3 separate regions of the Zea mays genome follow, and all the other regions are linked to region 3. A link is a contact called in public Hi-C data. All regions are on one chromosome and are shown on one strand. Each heading gives the region's core, a stretch centred on a gene start, on an enhancer-like site or on the middle of the called end of the contact. The rest is flanking DNA. Distances are from core to core; before and after follow the strand shown. Region 1 has its middle 80 kb from the start of LOC124544576. Region 2 holds the start of LOC100282482 (aspartate carbamoyltransferase 1). Region 3 holds the start of LOC100191378.

Region 1 (4,481 bases), core at 1,705-4,204, 300 kb before region 3:
TTGACAAATCCTCCCTCTTCCCCAACAAGCATCACACTTGCCTCATGGCAAATGAGAAGAAGGTACATACCCGTGCTACGCCTAAGTATACCTCTTCTAGTGATGAAGAATGTGATGATGGTGAGGACGACATAGACTATAGCAATCTTTTTAAGGGCTTAGTTAGATCTAAGTAGATAAAATCAATAAATTAATTGATGCTCTTAATGAAAAGGATAGATTGCTAGAAAAACAAGAAGATTTTCTTTATGAGGAACATGATAAAGTAGTAGAAGTAGAAAAATATCTTGCTTAAGATGTTAAGAAGAATGAAATGCTTGCATTTGAATTGTCTTCTTGTCATTCCTCTATCACTAGCCTTAAGAGTTTAAATGATGATTTGAATGCTAGAATAGAGAAATTAAATACTACTAGTTCATCCATTGAGCATGTTTCAATTTGTGCTAAATGCAAAGATCATGATTTTAAAAATTGTAATAATCATGCTTCTACTATTGCAAAATTAAATGATGAGATTGCTCAATTAAATGTTCAAGTTAAAACTTGCAAAAATGATATAGAAAAAGTTAAATTTGCCAGGGATGCCTTCACCATTGGTAGACATCCCTCCATTAAGGATGGACTTGGTTTCCAAAAGGGAACCAAGAACACTAAGAGCCAAAAGGCCCTCAGCTTCACATGCGCCATATACCAGAACCCCTAACCCACACACGCCCGTGAAACCACGAAGGTCGGCTCTGATACCACTTGTAACACTCCGTTCACTCTCGGTCCAGCGATACATACTCCTAGCAACTCTTTAGGATCATATATTGTCTGCACAGACCAACACGAGTCTTTTGTGCGCACTTTGTCCTCACTCATGCGCACTCGAGAAAACTTTCTGGTCGGTCACCCATCCCAAATTGCTCCAAGCCAAGGACGCTTAACTTGGAGGTTCTTTCGAGATATGCTTCCGAAAAAAGAAGATGCACTTTGTTGATATGAGTACTCTATTAATTATATCAAGCCTTGGCCAGGATATCACTGTCACACCCGGATTTAAAGGATAAAGCCGGGTGCGTCTCATATGTGCGCCAAGGAAGAACATCACATATAATGACAAAGTGTATAGAGATAAATATCATAAATATTATAAATGTCATTATTACATAGCGAAAGTCTTACAAAAATAAATGATAATAATAAAGCAAACTAGATATTATTCCCCTGGTGTCACAAAGCTGACCTGGAGACGCCACCTAGATCAACTCGTATGCTTCATTGTAGGGCGGCTCCTCCTGGACCACCTGCTCTTCACCTGTGGGGGGCCTATATATCGCAAGAGTGAGCTCACAAAATATCATAGCTCAACAAGTTGTGGGGAATAATGTGGATGAACTCACCAAAGGTGGGAGTTCATGTGAAGTGTAAGACTGATCAACAAATAAGGGGTTAAAGCTGAGCATTGCTTTTAATAAGTTGGTCAAAATTTTATTTGTAGTAACTAAATGTAAATAAATACCAAACCAGAGTAATAGTAGATCATAATAATAATAAATCCCAATGTGATGCAAATGACAAATTGAATTTAATTCCATAAATTAATCATGTGTGTCTGAGCCGCTCATGACCGTGAGCACGACTGATATACCAGTTTTACACTCTGCAAAGGTTGTGCATCTTTACCCACAAGTCATGTTACCCCATCTTCCAAGGGATCGTGACTCCCATACACCTCTACCAAGGAAGCGAGGTAGGGTAACACTACAAGGCCTTTATAAAGTTCCACTAGCTTCAGAAAACACGCTACAATTTCTAGGAAGCTCCAATGCAGGGATCCCTCGCCTGACCGCCATCGCAGCAAAATCAACCCAAGGACCTCCCTACACTGACCACTTCCCAACTGCCCTTGCTTCTATCGGGTAAGGTAATCCTCCACTAGCTTTCCTAGTTAGTCAGCCAAGGACGTCCCATACTACCCTTGTGGTAGCACTGTTTTCCCGGGTGGTTCTCCATGTTCCAATTAACATAATGATCTTATCATGAACAGTAAATATCAAACTGATAATAAAAGTGTGATAATGAATAATGTATATCTTCATACCCAAAACCACATAAAGCAATAGCAGGTACTACCCAAAAAGTCAGTGGTAAACAAGGTATACAGATAGTCAAATTAGGGTAACCTATTGGGTCCCATCAAAATTAACATATGCAAATCATTATGATTATAAGAACATGATTGGGTAAAAATAAGTGATCAAGAGCACAACTTGCCTTCAACGAGCTCCTGCTCAGCAGTCTCCACCTACTGAACACCAGGATCCTCTGTAGCTGGCTCGTCTACTCGTAACAATAGAAACAAACATGGTATAGCAAAAATTAACATCACACCAAACAACAGAACGGAATGCATGATAATATTCTACGTGTCGTAACGAGATCGTAGGAACAAGAATCACTAAATTCAGAGCTACGATTCTCTAGTTATGAATTTCTGAAGTTATTTAGTAGCTAGAGTAAAGTAATTCAAGTGAATAATTTTAGTCCAAATGTCATGGCTAAACAGAGGCACTAGGTGATAGACAATATTAAAACAAAATAACAGCCACTGGAATGAATCAATTTGGAGCTAAAATGAATTAAATATGAATTTCACAAGTTTCTGGAATTATTTTTGTGCTAAAATCTATTTTCTAATTTCTTTTTCCTGTTTTACTGATCTCATGACTGCGTGCACAATTTGTTCTAATTTGTGCTAAAATCTATTTTCTAATTAAATATAGAAGAACTCGGGGTCTAAACCACAATTTGTTCCTAAGACTCAGATTGCATCCGTACTGGACGGCGGGTTGAATCCCACAAACCCTAGGGACTCTTTTGAAAAATCAGTCGGCTGAAGAGGTATCGTGTATTAGGAGCCATCCGATCTGGGGTAAAAGGGTTGGATTAGATCCAGGATCCCGCGAACCGGTATTCATCCACGACCCACGGATCGGAATCCAACGGTGTGAATTTAAAAAATCGCGGCAGGTTCAGGTCCGTCCGATCGCATCCAACGGCTCACCATCCACCCCGAAGGGGTATCCCCGGCGTCAAAGCTCAGTCATTGATGCTCGATCCAATGGCTATAGGACTACATTTCCCCAACCCGATGCAAGGCGCGGTGGCACCGCCGTTGAATTGCGGTCGACATTACCGGAGTTTGGCTAATCGACGATCTAGTGCGCGAAATAGTAAATTAACCCGGACTATATGGAGTAGGAGGCTGGGCGCACGACGGCGGAGTAGCGTACCGAAGGTTCAGGCGGCCACGAGGTCACTCCACGGCGGACCGCGGTTCTATGGCAGAGACACGATTTCGGTGACGGGTACCGCGCACCCAAGTCGAGCACCGCCCATGGCGTCCCAACGGTAATCCTCCCAAGATTCGCGTCGAGCACACCGGACTGCTTTGAGGGCGTCACCAGTGACTGATGACCAAGTCCGTGGCGGCGGCCAATCTCCGACCTCCCTCCTGTCCTCCTTTTCTCTCTTCACGGCGGAACAAACTCAATGGAGTGGATTCAGATGAGGGGGAAAAGATTGCGCGCGGCTTGGGAACTCCCGGTCCTTTATAGACGCGAGGCCCAGTAAACCAGCTGGTCCGCGCATGCCGCGGTTGGTTTCCACCCGCCTGATCGTCGCGGAAGCATGGGGAAGAAGATATCTGGCGTTCCGGGGCCACAATGTCAGTGTGTGCGGATCTGAGTGCATGTAATACCCACTTTGTGAATAAAGAAAAGAAATGGATATCATTAGTTGGTTTGCCATCTCACTACTATAACATGGAATTAATCATAATCAAAAGGACAAGATATCTAATAAAAATATTTAATGCATCATATTGGAGTTTTGTTTGTGCATATAATAATAATAAGAACATTATTAATCAAAATATAATAATAGGGAAATTGAATTAAAACCTAAATTGAAAATTAGGGTTTGAAAATGGAATAGAAAGGAAAACCATATGCATTAAAAGGGAGACTATATACGAGTAAAATATATCCTCTTATTACCTATATCCTTAGTTGAAATCTTGAGTCTGAGTATAGAATTTACAACAAGTTTGGAGTTCAAAATATGAATTCAAATGGAAAAGAAGACAAAATAGCAAAGAACAAAAAAGGAAAAAAGAAAAAAAGCGCATGGGCCTAACCCCCCTCCTATCCGGCCCATCCTTCCTTTACCCCGCGTGGCCCATCCACTTTCCTGCACACGCGCGGCCCAAGATCCCTTTCCCAGCGCGCGTCGTCACGCTGGCGAGTAGGCCCCACTGGCCATTCACTCAGTCACTCCACGCGCGCGACGCCGTTGCCTTGCGCCGCTGTGATACGGGCCCTCACTGGCAGTCACAATAGCGACTACGTGTGGTCCCCACTGGTCAGCCATCACCTTTCTTACAACGGCCATGCCGAGATGCCCGCTGCCGCGCGAAAGTCTCGCCTGCTGACCCG
Region 2 (4,345 bases), core at 1,749-4,248, 420 kb before region 3:
ATTTTCAGGATCATTGTTTTGTTGATGAACAGCACCTAATACTATATCGTATAAAAAATTCATGTAAACAATGTTTTCAGTTTTTATGTTGCAATCTGTTTTACATGTGAAATAGTTTTGTCGGTTGATGAACAGTATTTTTGTATGTGGATGGCAAATTGTTTTTGTTGTGCTCTTCTATTTTTGGTTGATAAACAGTACATTCATATGTGTAGTAGCATTATGTTTTTATATTGCAACTTATTTTGTATCCCATAAATACATTTATGACATTTAGTTCATCAATTGTGTATCTGGCCATGCCTACAACAAATTACAGCTCACTGGATACTGTGAAAATTATTTCATTGATAATGACAATTTCTTACCTCATCAAGCCTTGGAAGGGGATGCATGATCACAGCATGCTTTGGCAGCACATCTAAGACCTTCTTATCCACAATGTACTTACCACGAGCAGCTTTATAAAGATCAATCCTCTCACCAAATCTTTCTTTTTGAATACGTGTTTGATAAATAACATCACACTTGGATGCCACCTCCAACAAATCTGAACATTCTTCCCATTCAACACCTTGGGAATTTAAGTAGTCCTTGATATCATCCTTTGGACAGAATGAAAACAAACATAATTCCATTTATTCTGTGTCAATAAAAAAGAGGACAATGAAACAAAGTCAAAGATATTTTTTTAATAAGACTAATACCTTCATTTTAACAACATCTGGAGATACAAAGTATATCTTAATGTTCTGGTACTTAGCAATCAAGTAAGCCAGAGAACGAACTGTCCTCCCATTAGCAAGGTCACCAACCAAACCAAGTTTTATTCCATCTAGTGTGCCAATTTCTCTCTTTATTGTATAAACATCCAACAAAGCCTGAAGAAAAAAATGAAATTGCGAGTTAGAAATGATATTGTAAATTTTCAAACTAAAAGATAGATGCAACACAAAAGGTATTTAAGCAAGTTGTTATACAAATATAGAAATGCACTCCAGCGATTATGACTGACTTTGCTTATCATCGAGATGCAGCAGATATTTGGGTATTCCACATGAACCTTTGGGTAAATAACTACAACCAATTAGCTGTAGGTACTGTGAATATGTTTGCAGATCTATCGGAAGACATTCTTGCAGGTTTAGAATTTGCCATCACGAAGTTGCCAACACAAATAACCCTAGTTAATTTGTGAACAAATGGCACAAAGCATATGCCAGTACATAGTCTGTTCTAAGGAGAACTACGAATCAGTTTTGTTTTGTTTTGTTTTTTTGCTGTGGTCATTTTCATTCCTCCTATGCTATATCATATAACAAAATACTTAATGGACCACCAGACAGATCCAGGAACACAGATAGAAACTATGTGAAGAAAATGCTACAAGAATATTCAGTCTAAGCCCTTGCAGGAGTGTCCATCCTCAAGTCCAAGTGCACCTTCCTATCCTTTTTAACCTCCCAAAGTACCCAAACTTCAAAATAGCCATCCAGAAGATCATTGTCGCTCTTGGATAAGTTTGCAGGATCCCAACCAATTACTAGACAGTCACTCGCTAAAACCCAGTTTTTAGCTCTTGTGCCAATGTTAGAAAACTAAAAATTACTGTTTCAGGAGCTAACATCCAATGATGCCAATTGACAATACCATTTTTTAAAGTAGGACAGGAGGGTGGGTCAGAAACTGAACATTTACCTGGGTTGGATGTTGCCCTGGCCCATCACCTGCATTAATAACAGGAATATTCGCAGTATATGCTGCTCTCCTTGCAGCTCCACTTTCAAAATGTCTCAGAACAATAATATCAGAATAACCCTCAACGGTTCTTATGGTATCTGCATCATGGATACACACAGTTAATAGCCCCGAATTCACACAAGATACAGAAATTGGTAAAAGTTGATCTGAAATGTACATTAAGAACAAATTTAATTCTATAATGGAAGAGGCAATCCACTACATCATTTTCCTTCCGTTTCAATTCAATCCAGTTTTAATATCAAATTTGACTATATCGGGACTGGGATTTTGTGGGAAATGGAATTTAGCAATTGTAAACTGGCGCAAAGCTTGGTATGCTCGTTTCCTCACCTGCTCGTGTGTGCTCAAGCACCACCCGCCAGGGGCGAAGCTAAGTAGAAGGCTGTAGATGCATATGCACCCACAAAAATTTATAAAACCAGTGATTTTAACAAACTTTTCACCATATATGCACCACCTATATATTAGCACTATGCAAAGGCATTTGAACCCTCCTCTAATTCGCTCTAGCTTCGCCACTGCCACCCGCTCTATACAGCATCCATAATACAAATGAGACACCGAGTTTTCCAAGCCAACAACCCCATCGCCGTCACCGATACATACATAATTTAACCTACAGTATTCAACAAAGCAGCTGAAGCTCAGTAACTCACCTTCGAGTGTCTCCCCCTTGGCGGCGGAAGAGAACTCGCGCGCGTTCTCGGTGGTGAGCACCTCCCCGCCGAGCCTCCGCATAGCGGCCTCGAAGGAGAGGCGCGTGCGCGTGGAGGGCTCGTAGAAGAGAGTGGCCATGAGGTACCCCTCGAGGACGCGACTGGGAGCGCCGTGGGAGCTCCGCTCCACGGCCTCCATCTCCCGCGCCACCTCAAAGATCTCGTTAAGCGAGTCCCGATCGAACTGCTGCGCCTCTATCACGTCGCCCAGGCGCGTGGTGACCTGGTGCTGCTGCGGCGAGGCGGAGCTGCCGGCGGTGATGGAGGTGGCAGCGCCGCCGCGCAGGCGAGGTGCGGAGGAGGGCGTGAAAAACAGATGGGGCCTGCGGCGGGAGGAGGAAGCGAGAGAGAGGTGGGGCGTCGGGAGGGCGGCGCGAGCGGTGGAGACCATGGCCGGGGTGAACTGTGAAGCAGGCGGCGGGACGTAGTGAGGGTTCAGGGTTCAGCCGTTTTTCGGGGAGAAGCGAGTCTGCGAGTGCCACTGCCGGCAGGCGGCGGCGGGATTTTGCCTGATTTTAGGCTGGCGGTAGTAATTTCCGGTCTTAGGCTGTCTCTAATGTTCTCTAAATTTCGTATATTAAAAAAATATTCTCTATCATCTACAACATATTCTAAAAAAATTCATCTTTTATATCTTTTTCATCTCTAACAACATTATTTAAATTTGATCCTCTGTATCTACAATACTAACAAAATTCTTAAACTACTTTAGTTTTTTCTCAAAATTGCATTGTATTTCATTTGTAAATTATGTATGTATTGGAAATACATAAACAAATTAATTGTTTACATTCGAAATTAGTGGCCTTGTAAGTTAATTACAATAACACAAATTTATCGGGACTATATGGTTTATATTTTTCTATTGTCGAGCACCAAAAAAACATTATTGTAATTGTTCGTCAATCTTTGGTTATGTCTCTACTATATTAAAGCACCAGTTTTGACGATCATCCCGCGTTATATTTTTACAAATAACCATTTTCTATTGTTTGAAATGACCAACAAGACACATTTTCTTCACATCGATCACATCTAATCCAATTCGTCTATCCACTCCCCGTCCTCAGCGAATCCATGCCTTGCACGGGGCGCGAGCATCTGAGTCACCCACACAATGACACAAACCCACGCATGTTATGTCTTTCGTTCGTAGCAACGAACGATATGGTAAGTGGGCCTGCACCAAATGCACCGCGACAGGAGCCCAACAACCCATGCACGTCGCTCCATACGGGACAGGGAAAGCGGTTTCAGCAGCTACGGGGTGGAGCCGTTTTACTCATCCTAATCCGCCCATCAACCTAGCTACAAAACTTCTTATTGAGGCCCTAAAGCAATAGCGGTGGTGGATCTGCTCGCCGCCGGTGGTCTGACGCTCTACAGCTACTCCGACTTGCATACGTCCTACAAGGTACGCACATACATCTAATTTTCTAACTCACTGACTCCACGGGCATCTTCACAGGCATGTCCACCGAGTTCGTGTCGTGTTCGTGGGACCTAATGGAGACTGACGCTGTCGAGATGGAGGACATCGACGGTTAGGCACGAGCCACACGGAGGGCATCGCGCGGCAAGTCACCAACCTTAGGCACGACGATGGGCATTGGCGGCAAGGCGCCAACCTTCGGCACGACGGGGGCGGCAGCGTCATGTCGGTGTTTGGAGCCCGACTGTACACCCGGGGTTACCCCTCGCGGTGCTTTTGGGTAGGACGGTGCTGTTGACTATAACTCAATGGTTCGTGTGAGATGCACGAGAGATGACAGACGATTTTCTACAGGTTCGGGACGCTTGGAGAGGCGTAATACCCTACTTCCTGGTGAGGATCTTTATGTGGTGGGTTACAAGAGGAATCTCCG
Region 3 (4,784 bases), core at 723-3,222:
TGGTGGCCGGAAGGAGCTTTGCTGTTGTCCAGAAGCCTGTGAGGAGTATTGTGGCTTTTGCTGTTGGCTTCCTCTGTCATCATTTTGTGTAGAATTGTGAATTGATCGCACATGCCTCGGGTAAAACCTCCCTCCGAAGCCCCTGGTCATTTCAGAAAACCTGAAAGCCTCCTCCCTTCTTTGGCGAAAATCATTGTCGGCCCGAATGTATTCATCCATTTTCTGGAGAAGCTTCTCCAAAGTTTGAGGAGGCTTCCTGGCGAAGTACTGAGCTGACGGACCTGGCCGAAGCCCCTTGATCATGGCCTCGATGACAATTTCATTGGGCACCGTTGGTGCCTGTGCCCTCAGACGCAAGAACCTTCGGACATATGCCTGAAGGTATTCTTCGTGGTCCTGAGTGCACTGGAACAGAGCCTGAGCAGTGACCGGCTTCGTCTGAAATCCTTGAAAGCTGGTTAACAACAAATCCTTCAGCTTCTGCCATGAAGTGATCGTGCCTGGTCGAAGGGAGGAATACCAGGTTTGAGCAACACTTCTGACAGCCATAACGAAAGATTTGGCCATGACTGAAGCATTGCCACCATACGAAGAAACTGTTGCTTCGTAGCTCATCAAAAACTGCTTCGGGTCTGAATGGCCATCGAATACAGGGAGCTGAGGCGGCTTGTAGGACGGGGGCCAAGGTGTAGCCTGCAGCTCAGCGGACAGAGGAGAAGCATCATCAAAAACAAAATTCCCATGATGGAAATTGTCATACCAATCATCTTCGTTGGGAAAACCCTCCTGATGAAGATCTTGATGCTGAGGCCTTCGGTGTTGCTCGTCCTGAGCAAGATGACGAACTTCTTCAGAGGCTTCGTCTATCTGCCTCTGCAGTTCAGCTACCCTGGCCATCTTTTCTTTCTTGCGTTGAACCTGTTGCTGAAGGATTTCCAGATTTTGAATCTCCTGATCTAGATCATCCTCCGGAGGTGTTGGACTGGTAGCCTTCCTCTTCTGGCTTCGTGCCTCTCTAAGAGAAAGGACGTCTTGATTAGGGTCCAGCGGCTGCAGCGTGCCAGCCCCTGGTGCTGAAGCTTTCTTCGGCGGCATGACGAAGGTGATGCTTGTCGAAGATGTTGAAAAGCTCAAGAAATGGAAGTGAGTTCACCGGAGGTGGGCGCCAATGTTGGGGACTTGTTCTCAAGTGCTTCAATCGAAAGGAAATGATAGTACAAGCGTGACGCAGAAAGCAAATGCCAAGTCAGCGTGAACGGTACGGGAGTACTGTTCACCTATTTATAGGCACGGGACGCAACCCATACAAAATTACATTCATGCCCTTTACATTTGATAATAATTCTATGGTAATGTATCAAGGTCTGAATAGCCTTTTCATCTTTAAGTCGGTTTCATTTTCTGCAACCACGCCGAAGCTTTCCTGCTCAACACCTTCGGCTCTGTAGCAAGCTTCGTATTATTCCAGTCTACTGCAATGCCGACTTTAGTCCGAGAGTACCTGTTCACACATTGCACTACAGAAATACTGTTAAATCCTTGTTTTTGAGGACCTTCGGACTCCGAAGGTCCCCAACAGGTGACTTACCCATTCAGTGACTTTGGCACTGGACGTTCCAAAAACGGGTACTATCGGATCGGGTGTTTTGGACGGATTTGTTGAAACGATTTTCAACAGGTACCCCTTGGAAATGGGGTACTTGACTATTCTACAAGGATTATAGTGGATTTGGAACAAACTATGTTGGAGTTTTATCAATAATTTTATTCTAAAAAAAAGGGTTGGGAGTCGAATTTATACTGCAGAGTATCAAAATTATACTACTGCCTGCCCAACAAAAAATAAAAAGCATATCCTACATACCTAACTCCTCCAGGTTCATCGACCTGCTGGCCGGGCCGTCCAGCACCGTATGAAACTACCCAACCCAAGAGTATACACCCATCCCTAGTTGGTACCAACCCCGCTTACTCGAACACGCCTCCTGTTCCTATTGCTCAGACCAAACGGTCGTCGACCTGCTGGCCGGGCCGTCCAGCACAGTACCCGTCCGGGTCGGAGCTGTCGATACCTACAGCAGCTGGCACGTTCGTTACATGAACGAACTATCTATCGTAGCACGCTAGCACGCATCTGTTCCCGTCTCCTCAGCCTCCGTCTCAAACTCGCCCGGTCATCCCATCTCCACCACCACATCCGTCCTCTTCCGCCGCCGCCGATGGCCCGCCTCCTCACACAAACCCTCACCCTAGCCCGTCCCGCCGCCTCCTCCTCCCCCACCGCCGCATTCGCCTCCCTCCGTTGCCTCGCTACCAAGGTCGAGATCGTCGAGATCGACCTCACCGAGGAAGACGCTGGCTCCTCGGCCCACGGCTCCTCCCCCTCGTCCCCATCGATCGAGGTGGTTGGGATCCGGCGCCTGGAGGAGGCCATCCACGGCGTCATGGTGCGCCGCGCCGCTCCCGATTGGCTGCCCTTCGTGCCTGGAGGGTCCTACTGGGTGCCCCCGCTGCGCCTCCCGCACGAGGTCACCGCGTTTGTCGGCCGGATCGCGGCCTCAGGAGGCGCCTCCGGGGTCGCCAAGTTCATGGACGGTGTCGCGGCCCCTGGGGGCGCCGGGGCCGTTGGCGGCGCGTTCGAAGTCGTGGAACTCGACGACGACGAGCTCATGGAGGAGGAGGAGGAGGAGGCGCTTTGCTTCTCCACCACGCGCGGCTGGCCCTCGGCCTCTTTCTTCGTCCAAGGCGAGTCCCGTTCGTGATCTGGTGTTTAGAATTTCACATGTTTTGGTCTATGGATGCCATGTTTTAAGCAAATAGCTGTGGATCGTTGTGTTAGAAAGACAAACCTTCTCACTTTAATTATTTTATATGCACCCTATTTTATCAGATGTGTAGGAGGATTATTGCTGCGTGTTGGCCTTGCTTAGCTGTTACTCCTAGTACCCCACCAAATTAGCTTTTGGTGGCGTTTGCATATTAGGATATGTGGGTGGGAACGGGAATTGTTGTGGAGGAATGGGAAATATAAGGGCATGTACAATCTAGACACTGCTGCACGGTACTATAAGTATAAGACACAACTAAAACACAACATAATACAGTGGTCATGTCTAAAACATGTGTCTTACCATATTCATTCTACCAATCAGAGCATTCAATAAATTAAAGTGACCTATCAGCTAGTCTCCTGTCTCCAACATAGAGCTAAGACATTGTGTCTTCGTCAAGATACATGTCTTGAGTTTTTTTACATTCACCCCTTAGACACACTTTAAGACACAACTTAAGACACATATTGTACATGCCCTAAGGGGAGTCGGGGTACGGAAATGGCTATCCTGCCAATTCAATCCCAGCGGGAGAGTTGGGCCTTGTCATCTGATGGCTATGGCGGCGATCTTCAACTTTTGGCTCCAGCACCTGCGGCTAGCCACTCCTGTACTCAAGAAAGGGAGCAGCAGCTGGACCTGGCTATCAACAAAGCCTAGCATTTTTGGTTGGATGCACCTCTCGCCTCGCGCAGCAACGCTGTGGAGTTGAGGGTGGGTGGGGGACACGGGGACGGAGCCATTGCTAACCCTGCTTAGTGCCTTTTATCTTGACTTTCAAAAGATATGGTCCCAATCAACTCAAAGATAATGAGTATCCAGCATGTCAAGGACATGGCTATCCGCTGCACAAGGGCTGTCAAGGCTTTCAAGGTTTAGGATGCCAAGTCTCCATGGTGCTCTGGTTGGCAACCAGTTGATTCTTGAATGTCCATGTCCTGGACCATTTCTTCTATCATGCAAATCACTACACCTTTAAAGTGGGAGTTTCGTCGTGCATCGTCGGCCTCCCCATGCGCGTAGCGAGCGTCGCTAGATTTCCCCCACGCGCTCAGCAAAATATAAAAAAGTGTGCTTGCTGGGATTTGAACCATGGGTCTCTAGGAAGAGAGACATCGCCTCTAACCACTGTAACTTGTGTTGATTTATGTTATACAAAGAAACCATATATGATATATAGAAACCGTAGCGATGCACATGCAACTAAATAGTCCAAGTCATGTAGCACTACTATGTGTTTGAATAGAGTGCTTGGAAAGCAGCTATTGATGTTTCTAAACCGTGACTCCCCTCATGTTGGGTTTCAACTCTAGCCTACCCAACTTGCTTGGGACTGAAAAGCTTTGTTGTTGTTGTTGTTGCTGTTTTCATCTCTCCATCATCATTAAGTAAATGGAAATAGACCTGTTATGAGTTAAAAAAAGAACAAAAAGGAAAAAAAATTATAAAACTATAAGGAGTTGCGTACATGTGCTGTATAAGCTAATCTATCATAGTTGGTTTTAGTAAGAATATGAAGGTGCTTGATGTGTTGATAGGAGATGGGGTACAATATATAGACTCACAACCCTAACCCTAATGGGCCGACAACCTAACAGCGGTGCCGGCCCACTCACTCACACACACAGTCTAACATTCTCCCCTAGTCGCAACGGGGGCACCACACACGATGAGACTGGAGTAGAAGCCGAAGGTAGGAGCCGACGGGTTGAAATTCCCCCGTAGTCGCAGCGTCGTGAGGGTGCGAATGTTGTAGCTGGAGTAGAGACCGTGTGTGCTCCAAGAAGACGATAGCCCCTAGATGCTGAGGTAGCCAAAGTCGAGGTGTCCGCGGTTGGGAGACACGCAGCATGAGCCTGTTCTGCTGGAGGTGTCGACGTTCGAGCGTCAACGATCGGCGAGGGCGATACAACAAAAGAGCACCAGCAGGACGACCTTCTTGCTTCTTCGATC

Evidence for each region. Hi-C and Micro-C count contacts between places; a contact is called where the count stands out from the background.
Region 1: a contact with region 3 is called in a Hi-C map of leaf, with 5 times the contacts expected there. The contact joins the enhancer-like site here to the promoter of LOC100191378 in region 3. A contact is called at or near these places in 3 of 25 Hi-C or Micro-C datasets (ear, endosperm and leaf).
Region 2: a contact with region 3 is called in a Hi-C map of tassel, with 2.8 times the contacts expected there. The contact joins the promoter of LOC100282482 here to the promoter of LOC100191378 in region 3. A contact is called at or near these places in 2 of 25 Hi-C or Micro-C datasets (ear and tassel).

The regions. Positions count from the first base shown.
Region 1 is chr4:71,927,392-71,931,872 of Zm-B73-REFERENCE-NAM-5.0, forward strand. No RefSeq gene overlaps it. Among protein-coding and RNA genes, the nearest start is that of LOC124544576, 80 kb to the left of the region's middle. Within about 2 kb of position 2,955, at least 18 of the 20 cell types and tissues checked have an H3K27ac peak or open chromatin away from gene starts, as enhancers often do. A contact at or near this core is called in ear, endosperm and leaf, where this site is marked.
Region 2 is chr4:71,807,709-71,812,053 of Zm-B73-REFERENCE-NAM-5.0, forward strand. It overlaps LOC100282482 (aspartate carbamoyltransferase 1), which reads right to left and starts at 2,999. Exons shown (of 5, transcript NM_001155391.2): 1 at 2,421-2,999; 2 at 1,699-1,838; 3 at 708-881; 4 at 369-605. The coding sequence starts at 2,871.
Region 3 is chr4:72,227,549-72,232,332 of Zm-B73-REFERENCE-NAM-5.0, forward strand. LOC100191378 reads left to right here and starts at 1,973. Exons shown (of 3, transcript NM_001136812.1): 1 at 1,973-2,745. The coding sequence starts at 2,220.